5 separate regions of the Sus scrofa genome follow, and all the other regions are linked to region 5. The links are chromatin contacts, called in public Hi-C and promoter capture Hi-C maps. All regions are on one chromosome and are shown on one strand. The core of a region is the stretch at or near the end of the contact, and the rest is flanking DNA. Distances in the headings are between cores, read along the strand shown.

Region 1 (2,700 bases), core at 162-2,661, 390 kb before region 5:
ATGACGGGAACTCCAGAATTATTATTTAATGGATATGGAGTTTCAGTTTGGAAAGAGGAAAAAGTTCTGCAAATGGTGGTGCAGGCTGCAGAACAATGTGAATGCACTGAATGCCACTGAACTGTACACTTTAAAATGGTAAATTTCATGTTAAGAAGGTTTGGCCCTTTTTTTTTTAATGAAGAAACACCAACATATGCACAGAGAAGACTCTATAAGCTAACAATGTCCTATAGGAAGGGCTTACTTTTAGATTTAAATACACTTTTCTTATATTTAAATAAAAAAGGAAGGGCGTTCCCTGATGTCTAGCAGTTAGGACTTGATGCTCTAACCCCTGCAGCCCAGGGACCTCAGATCCCCAGCAAACTATCGCTTGCAGCAGCCAAAAAAGAAAGAAGTCTCCAGAGCCTGGAATTAAGAGGTTATCAGAGTCATTTTCTCACCTTTTAAAAAATGCAACCTGTAGATGAGCCGGTATGAAGGCTCTAAATTGGCTTGCTCCCCCAAATCAGAGTGCCTTTAGCTGAAATAAAACAGAAAACGTGCTCTGTGGCTGAATAATCTTTCATTCTGTCTACTTACTATCTCATCCTAGAGGGCAAGCAGAGAAGGAAGGACCTTGAGCAACTCCAACGTAAAGAAGGAGGCAGAGAACCACAAAGTAAAAAGAGCCGACATTATGTTCTTTGTCAAGAACTGCTCTTTTATAATATAAATATTTACATAGAAAACACTTAAATGACAGAGAACTGTCCAACACGTGAGACCGTAGCTGCAGTCCACCACTGGGAGCAAAATATTTCCTCCACTGACTGATTTTTAACTTCAAAGCTATCAATGAACATCTAAAATTCTTGCCCTCCATGTTAAATTCATTATTACCACAATGTCCTCAATAGCTGTTTGCATATTAAAGTTTTCCACCTTAAACTTTAAACTACATCAGTAAACTAGGAAGGGAAAGGCCCCGGTGATTTAATACACAGGCCTCAGGTCACCGTAATGTTGCAGCATATATGTATAATTTGCAGCACACGGAGCTTCCAACAGTAAACGTATGCGCCCACACTAGGCTGCAGCAGCAGGGCCGAGAAGAGGTCCAAGAAAAGCAGCAACACCTGCACCCGGCGGACGCAGGCCGTAGACACGGCTTGGGCGGCCGGATCCCACCTACCGCCGGGCTCGGGGCGCCGGGTCCCACGGCGAGAGAGCAGGCGGCGGGATCTCTGTGCTCGCCCGCACGGACCCGCGCCCGCACCTGCGCCTCAACTGCACCCCAAGGCCTCCCAAACTTCCCAGCAGACAGACCCTCCGCTCGGCGCGCGTCCGGTTCGCGGCACGCACGTGGGACTGGGCGGAGCAATGGGCAGAGCATGGGGCGGGGCGGGGTAACGCGGTAGAGCGGGGTGCGGGGAGGGGAAGGGGCGGGGCGACGAACAGTGCCTAGGAGGGGGATGGGGCGGGGCGATGGGCGGGGCAGGGCGATGGACTTGACGCCGGGCGGGGCGAGGCGGAGCATGGGGCGGAGCGGGGCGGAGCATGGGGCGGGGCGTCATTGGGCGCGGGGGCAGGGAGATGGGCGAGGCCAGAAGCTGGCCTCCGGGGCCAGCGATTGGCCAGGAGCCGAGACAAGGGGCACATGCCCAGGGTTGTTGTGCGGCTGCGCACTCTCTGGGCCCGCTGGCCTCGGGTTGCTTTCATCCTCGTCTGTAGGGACACGTACAGCGCCTTCAAAAGAAAAAAAAATATGATAGAAATGAACTTATACACAAAACAGAAATAGACCCACAGACATAGAAAACATGGTCACCAAAGTGAAAGGGAGGGGAGAGATAAATTAGGAGTTTGGAATTAACACATACACACTGCTACATATAAAATAGATAAACAAGGACCTGCCGTATATAGTCAATATTTTCTAATAATTTATATGGGAAAAGAATCCCAAAAAGAATATGTATGTATAACTGAATCACTTTGCTGTACACCTAAAAGTAACACAACATTGTAAGTCAACTATTTTTCAGCTTAAAAAGAGACAAGTGTGGAATAAATAAGATCACAGTGACTGGGGTTTTATTTAATTTTTTTATAACAGTGTTGCATGAGATGTTCCATTTTTCAATATACTTTCACGTTATTACTTCAAGTAATCCTCAAATTAATACTGTAAATAAATTAGCAGTAAGAATCGCCATGTTAAAAAAGTAAGGGAGATCCCGTTGTGGCGCAGTGGAAACGAATCCGGCTAGGACCATGAGGTTGCGGGTTCCATCCCTGGCCTCACTCAGTGGGTCAAGGATCTGGTGTTGCTGTGAGCTGTGGTAGGTCGCAGACAGGGCTAGGATCCCACGTTGCTGTGGCTGTGGTGTAGGCTGGTAGCTATAGCTCTGATTTGACCCCTAGCCTGGGAACATCCATATGCTGCAGGTACAGCCCTACAAAAGCCAAAAAAAAAAAAAAAAAAAAGTAAACCGAAGCTCTGACTAGCAATTCACAAAATCTTCTCTACAACCAATTCCGGTCTGTTTTTCAAATCTATGAGTACGGTGACTGTACTGAGATGTAAAACGAGAAATCAGGTAGAAAGCAATCAGCAAAGTGCCTGGGACATGTAAGTAAGCAGTAAATGGTAATTATTATTATTAAGAATATTGTAATAATTCCAAACACACCCAGATGAACAATTTTAACATG
Region 2 (2,700 bases), core at 173-2,672, 270 kb before region 5:
AAAGAAATTAACTTTAAATTTAGAGCACCTCGATTTGGAGAACTGGCTTTTCTGTTTGACCATATGAGTACTTTTTAGTTGCTTTATCTTCGGTTTTACTCCTCTGAGAATTACACCTAAGAACAGATACCTCACACATCAAATTCTTTTCCCAAGGAACCTCACTGGAAAAACACTTTTACCAGCCGCACAAACCTAAAGGAAAATGCGTCTTCTCAGAGTCCCTTGTAGGTAGCAGAGTAATGCCCTGGTGTCCCCATCCACATTTTCAGGGAAGTACCAGGGAATATGTGTCTGGGGCCTACAAGAGACTTCCTTACACCTCAGCACCGATTCACCGACACTAGGTGCCATTCGAAAGAAAGGACTTTTAGGTAAGATTCCTCCATAAAAATTTCAAACTCACAAGGCAGATCCCTACCTGCTTACTGCATGTCAATAGTCACTAGGAGGGATTAGAGCAAGGAAAGGCAAAGAAATGGACGCAATGCAATAAACGGGAAAAGGCCTAGAGCATGGCAACTCAGAGTAGGAAAGAGGGGATAAGGAGGCTCCGAGGAGGAAACGTCAGGAATGCAGGTGCTATCACCGCCTTTTTAAAAGTGGAGAGGCTGCAAACACTTCCTCAAGGGCAAATGGAGAGTAAGCCCCCGGCTAGGGTCCTGCCCACCAGCCCCCGCGCCTCCGTATGCGGTCGGGGTCAGCCTGCGCGAGGCGAGATTCGCCACGGGCACAGCCGACGTGGGCTGCACCGCCGGACAGCCCTGCACGGAGGCTAGGGCCTCGCGGTGACAGAGGGGACACCGTTAATGACCCATTACTAGGCATTGGGGTCCTCCGGGCGCCAACCGCAGGCTGCAGTGACGGACACACCCCCCGGGGCGCAGGGCTCCGGCGGGACCGGCTCCCACACGCTCTGTTTCACCGGCCTCCCGGGCCCAGAGCGGACCCGCCGCTCCGAGGCCCTTCTCCACCCGGGCCCGGTGACCTTGACGCCCGGCGCCGGGCCGGAAGCGGGTTGCGGGCCGGAAGCGGACCGGGGGCGCGGAACTCACCGTCTGCAGGCAGAGCCGTTCGGTGGGTCCCGCGCGGCCGCCAGGCACGAGCGGCGGGGGCAGCCCGCGGGGCCGGCAAGCACCGCGGCCCCACAGCAGCAGGCAGCGGTGCGCCATGGCCGCCGGCGCGCCTCTCGGGCCCAGGCGCGGACTGGAAAGCAGCCTCGATGGCCCGTCAGGATCCGAACGGAGGCCACGGGAGGGTTCGCCCGCGACCCCACACTCTCCTGACGTCCTTTCGGGCCCCGGCGCGCTGACGTCAGCCGTACCGCGGCGTGCTCTAGGGCCCAGGGCCGTGGCTCCACCCCCGCAGCGTCCGGGACAGGCCGGAGGCGGGGTCTAAAGGAGGTGCTCAGACGGTGGTGGGCGGGGAAGGAGGCGGGGCCTAAAGGAAAAAGGGCGGAGGGCCCGTGCAGCGCAGCGGGCGGAGCTGGAGGCGGGGCCTAAGGGCGGAGCCTGGGGCAGGTGGGACACTTGCAGTAACGCCGCGCGCGCTGGAGCCCCGAGGCTCGCAGAGGCTGCTGAGGCCCCCACAGGTGGCCCCTTCCTTCAGGTGAGGCGTCCTGGACCCTTTGGGCGTCTCTCTCTAGGTAAGACCCTCATGGAGTGTGTTCTTGAGGGTGTGTTCAGTGGCGCCTTCTCCGCAGCAGCACCGCGGTCGGCTCTGTCAGCTGTGCGGTCCGTTTCTGGACGATGACCCTTCCTGGACAGGACAGGTGCGCCTGCCGAGGGCAGGGGCGGAGGGCTAGAGCAGACTGGGGGACGCGTCTGGGCGGCGGCGGGATGACCCGCCTGGCCAGAGGCCGGGTCCTCATCACCTCCGGGGCACAGCGGGAGAGCGCCGGCCAGGCGGGTTCTGAGGGCGCGGGGATGGCGCGGGAACGTCTCTGGATCTTGCTTCCCTTATGCGCCTCCCTGGGGCGGGGGAGTTTTGCTCCATTTTTGGTCTTTTTTTCTTTTTCCTTTTTTCCTGTGGCTATGGAAGTTGCCTGTCCCGGGAACGAACCCTCACACCTGCCGCAACTTCGGAATTCTTAATGAGCTGCTCCACAGCAGGCATTCGCCTTTTGGTTTCTCCGCTCTGCCTGGGCGTCGGGTGCTTGGTGGGCACTGTTCTGGTTAATTCTGTTGTAATGAGGGCATAGCGAGCAAATGTTACTTCTCTACTTCCCGCCTTTCTTTGTCTCTGGGACCCTTTGGGAGCAGGATGTAGGTTTCCTCACATGCTCATGCCTCCCTTCTCTCCTCATTTCTGGCTAACTGCCTGCTTTAACATTTCCCCCTTCCCCAAGGAGTCTGGACCCTTAAATTTTTTAAAAAATCAAAGAGTCCGTGGTCTGTTTTCTGTAGCGGCTTTAAGATGGAGCAGGGGCTTTGTCCCTATGTGTGGACAACTGCGTGTGGGGTCCAGACCATCTTGCCATCTGTCAGAGATCAGGGTCTTGGGGTCACTGACAGTGGCAGAGATGGAGAGTAGTGAATATTAGGAGGTTGCAGCCCTGTCCAGTGGATGTTGATAATGCCCATCTTCATGGCGGGACGGGTTGAAATCCCTGGCCTACCATTATCTACAGGTGAAACTGTTGTAATCTAGAAGAAACAAGCTTAAAAAGCAGGTTTAAAAGGCAGAGAGCAAAAATCAGTA
Region 3 (2,700 bases), core at 47-2,546, 330 kb before region 5:
ATACTGGGCATTGGGATTTGGATTCATATATGAATGTGGGGACATTTGGGCCCCATTGAGGAGGGGCAGCTAGGGCCCAGTCCTTTTTCCTGGGGCTGGAGAGTTCTTGGCAGGCCCCCGGAGTCCAGGACTCAGGACGGAAATTGCTTTTGGCTCCCACATTCCTCATCTCCGTGACACCAGTGACCCTCAGGGCAAGATGAATGTTTGTTTCTATGATTAAAAGGAGGAAAAGTATGGGCAGAAGGGCCAGCTCTGCTAGTCAAGTCAGTCGGGACCAAGGCAGAGGTCAGGCTGCAGCTCTTTGGAAATGTGGTTTGCAGCAGGGCCCAGGCAGGCTGATAAGCAGAGGGCCAGTCATTGGTTGAGTGCAGGGCAGGCTCATCAGAGGAGGTTACTCCTTTTAAAGGGCAGGCTGGTGGTCCCGCGGTGGTGCAGTGGATTTATGAACCAGCTTGTCTCTATGGTGGTGCCAGTGTGATCCCCAGCCTGGTGCAGTGGATTAAGGACCCAGCCTTGCCAAACTGTGGTGTGGGTCACGCTGCAGCTCCGATCCCATCCCTGGCCAGGGGACTTCCATATGACACAGGTACAGCCAAAATAAATAAATAAAGGGCCCGGGTTGTGGCACTGCCCCTACTCAATGTGCTCAGGGGTCTGCTTCAAGTTCTCAGTTAAGAGCTCTGGAGGGAGTTCTGGCATGGTCAGCAGTAAGGAACACGACTAGTATCCATGAGGACCTGGGTGCAATCCCTGAGCTCGCTCAGGGGGTTAAGAATCTGGCATTGCGTGAGCTGTGCTCTGGAATCCCTGCCACCCCCGCCCTTCTAAGGTCTGAAACACGCCCAACTGCACCTTCCTGTGTGGAGTTCTATGTAAGCCGGACCGGGTTAACCTACCCCCTCGTCCTGGGCTCTGTGTTTCTCTGCCTCCCTTACTCAGAAAAGTCCTGTCCCTCTGACCCCTCGGGTCCCTCGCCCCCGGTCCGCTTACAGCCCCGGTCCATTTACAGCCCTCACAACCGAGGCGCACGGTGGGGAAGGTTCTGAGGGGGGGTCCTCGGGGACCGGCGCGCATCCGCACCCTAATCCTCGAGGGGGCCGCCCATCCACAGCTGATGCCACGGCTTCCCCCACTGCCCGGGTCTCCAGCAGGCAGACCAGCGACCCCAGAGGGCCCGCGGAGCGCCTGGGCCGCAGGTCGTGGGAAGGCCGGCCGCCCGAGGGGCGTGGATGCGGGCGGGGCGGCGGCGCTTTTAAGAGGCTGCGCGCCAGGCGGCTGCGCCCAGCTGGGAAGCGGAGCAATGGAGACGGCGCGGGACTTCGCGGGAGCCCTCCTCAGGCGAGTGCTGCGCTGCCTGCGCCCCCGATCCCCGGTGCCCCGCAGCGCCCTACCCTTTCGCCTCCTCAGCCCACCTGCCCAGCCCGAGCCGCCCACAGCCGGCCGCCAGCGCAGGTGTGGCTCCCCAGATGAGCGTGTGTCCACGGAACAGGTGCGGGTGGTGAGTGCAGGAGCGGCCACATCCCTTGCCGCCGCAGCCCCAAGGGCGCGGACGAGGCGGGTCCAGGAGGCCTGGGCGACAGCTCCACCGGGTGCCGGGTCAGGTTTCTCGGGCTCCCTGAGCGCGGCGGGAGTTGGGGCGACGCGAGTGGTGCTGGTGGGGAGCGTGGTGTCTGGGCGGCCAGCTCAGCTCTCAGGACAGCGCGGGTTCCAGGTCCAAGCGCCCGCCTGGGCCTGGACGCTCCCTGACCCTGCTGGCTGAACCCCCAGGCTTGTAAGGTGGAGTTTGGGGAAGCGGTGACGCTGCCCAGTGGGGAAGAAGGGCCCCCAGACCCTCGCCAGCTCCAAGCGGGGCCTGACCGAGAACCACAGCACTTTTTTCTCTCTAGGGTTCTTCTTCTCACCTAGACATCCTTAACCAATCTTTGTAAAACCCTAAAGATATCAGGTGGCTGTAACTTTACAGATTTAAGGGAGGGATGAGTGGATGGTGCTTTATTTGAAGATGTTCAGAGTACTTCAAAAAGATAGAAAGCGCTTGAGTTCTTTGAAATGCAGGTTTTCTGAGGTGAGGGGGAAGGAAATGTGATCTGTAAGCTTCTGAACTTGGGTTCTTAAAGGGGGTGACATGCTCAAGATTAGAGACAGCTGCCAACATATGGGGGGGCGTCTGTTTATCCTCTGGCTGTCTGGCTGTCTCTTTGAAAACAAACAATGAGGAGTTCCCATCATGACTCAGTGGCTAACGAATCCGACTAGTATCCCTGAGGACCCAGGTTCGATCCCTGGCCTCGCTCAGTGGGCTAAGGATCTGGCGTTGCCGTGAGCTGTGGTGTAGGTCGCAGACGCCTCTTGGCTCTGGCGTTGCTGTGGCTGTGGCATAGGCCGGCAGCTACAGCTCCGATTCAACCCCTAGCCTCGGAACCTTGAGTGCAGCCCTGCAAAGACAAAAACCAAAAACAAACAATGAAAAACAGAAGGTGGGCGACAGACTTTTTCATGCATCTTCACTGATGGGCTTCAGGCCAAAAGGAAAAGCCCTCGGGTTTTTTTCCTGGTTTATTCCTCTTCCTCCAGCTCCACCCACCCCACAGTCCCACTCCCAGGGGTAGCAACTGCTAAGGGTTTGCAGTGTGTCTTCCAAACTTTCTCCCATGGAACTCTCGCAGCACTGAGTTGCTGGGCTGAGCAAGGATGGCA
Region 4 (2,700 bases), core at 52-2,551, 310 kb before region 5:
GAGGGCCGCGCGAGCGGTGCAGACTTTACCTGCGGTTGGGGCTGCGGGCAAACACTGGGGCAGGGGAGGGTGGAGCTCGGAGAGTCAGGGCTGCACCTGGTAAAGGAATTAGGGAACCAAGCTTCCGCCAGCGGAGTGGTCTCCGGCCGGAGAGGGCTCAGCTCCTTCTGCAGGGAATCCTGGCTCATCCCTTGGCGGAAGAGCAGACCTGCGAGCTCCGGCCTCCGTAGGATTAAAGTTTTCTCACTCCTCCAGCTTTGCACTTGTCCATACACAAGTCGTGCGCGTCCACACCTCCCTCCCAACAGAAGAAGGGGTTCTCCAACCCAGCGGTGGACCAGAGGAGGGAAGCCAGAGGAGAGCCCAGGCCCCTGCGCACTCTCGGCCAACAAAGCGCTTTTCCTCCCAGACTCCGGATGGAGAGGCTGTGTAGACGTGTGTGTGATCCAGCCATGTGTCCACTTTAACCAAACTCCATCACAAACGGTTTGAGGTCGCCAGAACCGAATGGCCCTGTGTTTCCAGACGGAGAGGCAGGAGGGAGGGTAAAAAGCCCCGTGTCCGTGGCTGAGTTGGGGGGCAGAGGTCAGAATCACCCCGAAAAAGTTCACTCTCGTGTCCCACACAGTCCTGAGACTATCTGGGCTTGAACTCGCGGGGCGGCGGGGTTGTGCGGACTCCCTGACCTGCGGTCCCGAAACCTACGCAGGGCGGTTCGGGGTGGGCCCGCCGGCCCCCATCGGCTCAGCAGGACCGCAGCCCCTAGACTTCAGAGCCGGGGCGCTCCAGACTCGCTCCCAGGTGCAGCACGAGTCGGCGGGGGGGTGGGGGGGGCACCAGCCTTCCCTTCAGCCGCCCGCCGCGTCTCCGGCCCGACCTGCTCGGGTGGGCACTCCAGGGATCGGCTCTTTCCCGGCCCGATTTCCGTGTTGGGGGTGGGGGGAGCCCTTCACTCCCGGGTCTTCTCTCCCTTCTGTGACCGCGCGGGCTCGAGGTGGCCCCTGGAGGACGGTCCGGGGAGGGGGAGCCCAGGGCGCGCTGGCGGCGGGGTGCCGGGGAGAGAGGCCCGGGGGCGGTGAGCAGAGGCAGGGAGGAGCGGAGGGAGGAACGGGGACTGCTAGGGGGCCCAGGGTGACAAGGGGAGGGCGCTAGGACCGCGGGGGCGAGGGGGCGACGCGGGTGGGGTGGGGAAGACCTAGCCGGGCGGGGGAGACTGTGGAGGGCTCGCAGCCGGCAGGGGCGGAGGGGGCGCGGCCCGGGGTGGCGGGCCGCGGCCATTGGCCGGGGCGGCTGGGGAAGGGCCGGGGAGGGGCGGCCGGCGCTGGGTGGAGAACTCGGAGCCGCGGAGCCCCCAGTCGCCGCGCCGTCGGAGCAGCGAGCGTCGAGCGCGCCATGAGGGAGATCGTGCACATCCAGGCGGGCCAGTGCGGGAATCAGATCGGCACCAAGGTGGGCGCGGGCCGGGCTGGGCTTTCTTGAGGGTGGGCGGCCCGCGTCCCTACCCCCTCGGGCCAGGGCTGCGCAGGAGGACCGGCGCGGAGGAAGGGGCGTCACCGCGGGACCCCAGCTGCATGCACTCCCTGAGCTCCGGCGCAGGGAGCAGCCGCCCGAGTTACAAACGCGCCTGGAATTCGCCTGTGGCTCCCCGCGCCCCGCCTGCTGGGCCGGCCCTGGGGGAGCTGCGGGCGCCGGGTCCTGGGCTGAGTGTCTGTCTCCCGCCCCGCCTTTTGCTAGTTTTGGGAAGTGATTAGCGATGAACATGGCATCGACCCGGCCGGCGGCTACGTGGGTGACTCCGCGCTCCAACTGGAGAGAATCAACGTCTACTACAATGAGTCATCGTGTGAGTGGCGCGGCGCGACCCCACCCTTCCCCCGCCCCGACCCCCGCCATCACCCTGGGTCCCCGGCCATCTCCCTGGACCCCGGCAACACCCTCCCTCCCCCCGGCCATCCCCTCTGGGAACCTCGGCCATACCCCACTCCTCCCCACCCAGGGTCCGGCCATCCCCTCCCCGCTCCCATCCGGGTGCGCCTGGCGCGAGGGCGGTTTGCTGTGGAAAAGTCCTCCGGATGGCCCAGGGCGCCCATGGCTCAGGGTGCCAGCTCCTCCCTCGCTGCCCTGGGGCGGGAAATCCGCGTCGGTTAATTTCAAATAGCCTCTTCAAATAGTTCTCTCCCGGGGATCTGAGCTCCTCAAAACCGGAACCGTTAGTGCTGGGAAATCAACCTAGTGATTAGTCACTACTAGACCAGGTCCTGCTTTTTTTCCTCCCAGTTTGAAGTTTATTTCTTAATAGAGATTTTTGGCTAAAAATGTGAATCCCTCAAATGATTTTTCTGGCCCTTTGCAGACCTCCAATAAGACTACATCCCCTGAAAACTGTGACTACACACAGTTCTGGGTCACTGTCGGGTAGTTTAGTAAAAATTCCAGGCTGTGGTTTATCTAAGTTTGAGAATAATGTCCCCTGGTGCTGGGTAGCCACAAATATATTGTGGTTATGTGTTTATTTCTGTTACAATGTTTCTTATAAAAGTGAGACACGCCTTTCCCAAAGCAACAAAAAAATTAAGACGTTGAAAGAACATCCAGAAAGTGACAGGGCCAGCAGCCCCAGAGATAATGACTTTTTTTGTGCTGCTTGTCCACATAAGAGCTGGGAAGAGCAGGATGCATAAATCACTGGGCTTTGCTCAT
Region 5 (2,700 bases), core at 91-2,590:
TTCCAGAATTTACATCAGAAAATGACCTAAGTAAAATCCACTGTACCTATTTATCTGACAACCTGTCAACTTTTTAACCTCACAAGCCTGTTTTCCATCACAACAAATTGTAAGGTGCACGGAAACCATATTATTTCTTTATTTTTATCATAATTCAGTCGCTTCCTCCATTTCTCCCAAAATAGCTTTCTCTCCTCAGGGCTCAATTGTCTGCATTTTCAACTGAGAGAACCTGGTGTGCAGTGGTTTAAAGTACTACCAGCCTCTCGCTGGATGAGCGCAGCCTCGGGACAGCCGGCCCGGCCAGGTCTCTGGAAGCCGGCAGCGCCCAGCGCGTCCCACCCGGGCTCGGCCCCGAGCACCACCCGCGCGTTCACACGGCCCAGAGCTTTCCGCCTGCGACCCCACGCCTCCCCGCCGGCCGTGGGCAGGGGCGCTGGACAGGCCGCGCACTGACCCTGGAGCCCACACGGCTCCCGGGGCCACCGCCCACGCTCCCACCGCCCGAGCTCCAACACCTCCGTGAGGGTGAGGGGCACGGCGCGGAAGGACGGGGGGCGGCGGCCCCGGGAGCTGCAAGGGAAGGGCCCGGGGCCTCGGCAAGGATCCTCCTGCGAGACATGAAGGGAGAGTGGACCGGGGCGGAAGCGCCGGGGGCCAGGATGGGGATCGTCCGTGGTGCTGCTGGAGATGGGGGTCGCGGTGGGGGAGGGTCCGCGGCGGGAGAAGGGATAGCGGGGCGGGCGGAGGCTCACCCGAGGCGGGGGCCGGCTCTCCCGCATCGCCGGCGGCAGGCTCCAGGGTGACGGCGCCGTCCCTCCACACGCGGATCTGCGCTGCCGAGCGCACCCGGCGGCGGGGCTGGCGGCGGCCAGCGTCCGAGGCGCGCAGAGAGCCGCAGCATTGGTAGCACACGGCCCACGCCTGCTCCTCGTTGATGGGCTGGTTATAGAGCCGCAGGATCTCCTCCAGGCTCAGCGCGGCCGGCGGACCCGCGGCCTCCCCGGGGTCCGGAGGCCCCTCGCCGCCCTCCCGACCGGCCGGCTGAGCCATCCCGCGGGTCGCGCCGCGCTCGCAACGCCGCGTCGCCTCAGCTGCGGAGCATCGTCTTTGCGCGCCGCCGCCGCCTCATCCCCGGAACCCCGCCCAGCGGGCCAGGCGCGCCGCTGCGGGTAGAGGGCGGGGACGGGGCGGGACCGGGGCCGCCACCAGGAAGGGGACGGGCCAGGGACTGAGCCGGGGAGCTGGGTGAGAAACCAGACGGAGAACCTGGGCTGGTCAGGGGGCCTGACAGGACCGCCACCAGCAAGTAGCAGAGCAATGGCGTCCGCGGCCCCGCCCCCAAAGCCCCGCCCGGGGCTAGCCCCGCCCCCTGGTCTCGCCCCCCGGGTAGGTCCCTCTTCCTAGCTCCGCCCCATAGTTAACCCCGCCCCTTAGTCGGCCCCGCCCCAAAGTCCCGCCCCAGGGATTCGCTCCTCCCCGTCCCGCAAAGGCTCCCGCCGAGTGCCAGCTCCTGGGCGCTGGTCCAACCACCGCACCCTCTCTCTTTCGGGCCAACCCTCACAGTGCCCTTGCTCCTCCCGGTACCCGCGCCCTGCTCTGCTCTGTCGGGTACTATCTCCATCAAGGCACCAGACAATTGGCTTGGATAACCTCCCTATCCACTCCCAACTTCACCCTAAGCCCCAAGAGGACTGGATCTTTAATGGGTTTTACTCACCAGCTTTTTCCAAGAGCGCATATCAGGGCCTGAGGTACAAACTTGTTGCAAATTATCTGCCGATGGTAACATTCTACTCTGAGATTAGTGCCGAGTGAGAACCTTGAGTTGGAAGCATCAACCAAGCAAGGAAAGAACCTATAGTAAGTACCAGTAAGCCTTTTAAGGCAGTTATTAGATATGGCACTCTCGACATTTTTTTTTTTTTCTTTTTAGGGCTACACCTGTGGCAAATGGAAGTTCCTGATCTAGGGGTTGAATCCATGCTGCAGCTGCCAACCACAGACACAGCATCCCAGGATCTGAGCCTCTTTTGCAACCTACACCACAACTCACCACAAAGTGGGATCCTTAAACCACTGAACGAGGCCAGGGATCGAACCCATATCCTCGTGGATACTGGTAGGGTTCACTGTTGCCGAGCCATACCGGGAACTCCCAACAATTGCATCTTTTAGTAGAAATTACTGCAGTCTATTATTAATGACCAAGATACCACAGTACATGTAGCAGAATTAGGGAGAAGAGAAGAAAACAGGAGAGAATATAAAAGGAAGAAACTGAGTGAGTTCCTGCTATGGTGCAGTGGGGTAAGAGTCCTACTGCAGTTCAGAGATGCAGGTTTACCACTGCAGTGCATTAAAGGATCCGGCATTGCCATAGCTGCAGCTTCAATCCAATCCCTGGCAGGGGAATTTTCATGTGCAGTGAGTGTGGCCAAAAAAAGAAAGAAATTGAAAGACGAGAGGAAAAAAAATTCTCCTTAGGCACTCAAGTATAATATCATTACAAGAGAGAAAAACAATTATTTAACATCACTTAATCATGGGTTTATAATCCTTTTTATAAAAATGAAATATGTGTGCCACAGCCCTGAGTAGAAAACAACCAATTCCTTACATGATATTGGTAGGATGTATATATATGCCTCTTGATTTAGAAACACAGAAATTAGGGAGTTCCTGTTGTGGCACAGTGAA

The links. Promoter capture Hi-C pulls out the DNA fragments that hold promoters and counts their contacts. A called contact is a pair of places that touch in the nucleus more often than the background predicts.
Region 1: a Hi-C map of embryonic fibroblasts shows a contact between it and region 5, with 2.3 times the contacts expected there. The contact joins the promoter of MPPE1 here to the promoter of SPIRE1 in region 5. A contact is called at or near these places in 1 of 5 promoter capture datasets (liver), 5 of 47 Hi-C or Micro-C datasets (embryonic fibroblasts, heart right ventricle, omental adipose tissue and 2 more) and 1 of 2 datasets of contacts at active chromatin or transcription factors (alveolar macrophages).
Region 2: a contact with region 5 is called in a Hi-C map of liver, with 3 times the contacts expected there. The contact joins the promoter of PRELID3A here to the promoter of SPIRE1 in region 5. A contact is called at or near these places in 1 of 5 promoter capture datasets (fetal skeletal muscle), 4 of 47 Hi-C or Micro-C datasets (embryonic fibroblasts, heart right ventricle and liver) and 2 of 2 datasets of contacts at active chromatin or transcription factors (alveolar macrophages and skeletal muscle).
Region 3: a Hi-C map of subcutaneous adipose tissue shows a contact between it and region 5, with 2.1 times the contacts expected there. The contact joins the promoter of CIDEA here to the promoter of SPIRE1 in region 5. A contact is called at or near these places in 2 of 5 promoter capture datasets (fetal skeletal muscle and liver), 10 of 47 Hi-C or Micro-C datasets (alveolar macrophages, embryonic fibroblasts, heart right ventricle and 7 more) and 1 of 2 datasets of contacts at active chromatin or transcription factors (skeletal muscle).
Region 4: a promoter capture Hi-C map of liver shows a contact between it and region 5, with 4 times the contacts expected there. The contact joins the promoter of TUBB6 here to the promoter of SPIRE1 in region 5. A contact is called at or near these places in 2 of 5 promoter capture datasets (fetal skeletal muscle and liver), 1 of 47 Hi-C or Micro-C datasets (mesenteric adipose tissue) and 1 of 2 datasets of contacts at active chromatin or transcription factors (alveolar macrophages).

The regions. Positions count from the first base shown.
Region 1 is chr6:97,323,363-97,326,062 of Sscrofa11.1, reverse strand. MPPE1 (metallophosphoesterase 1) reads right to left here and starts at 1,411. Exons shown (of 10, transcript XM_013988815.2): 1 at 1,178-1,411. The coding sequence starts at 1,378.
Region 2 is chr6:97,199,514-97,202,213 of Sscrofa11.1, reverse strand. It overlaps PRELID3A (PRELI domain containing protein 3A), which reads left to right and starts at 1,422. Exons shown (of 10, transcript XR_002344989.1): 1 at 1,422-1,645. It overlaps AFG3L2 (AFG3-like protein 2), which reads right to left and starts at 1,324. Exons shown (of 19, transcript XM_021096024.1): 1 at 1,056-1,324. The coding sequence starts at 1,172.
Region 3 is chr6:97,266,001-97,268,700 of Sscrofa11.1, reverse strand. It overlaps CIDEA (cell death-inducing DFFA-like effector a), which reads left to right and starts at 1,296. Exons shown (of 5, transcript NM_001112696.1): 1 at 1,296-1,341. The coding sequence starts at 1,304.
Region 4 is chr6:97,239,293-97,241,992 of Sscrofa11.1, reverse strand. TUBB6 (tubulin beta-6 chain) reads left to right here and starts at 1,301. Exons shown (of 5, transcript XM_021096031.1): 1 at 1,301-1,449; 2 at 1,735-1,843. The coding sequence starts at 1,393.
Region 5 is chr6:96,932,663-96,935,362 of Sscrofa11.1, reverse strand. It overlaps SPIRE1 (protein spire homolog 1), which reads right to left and starts at 1,340. Exons shown (of 18, transcript XM_021096025.1): 1 at 756-1,340. The coding sequence starts at 1,053.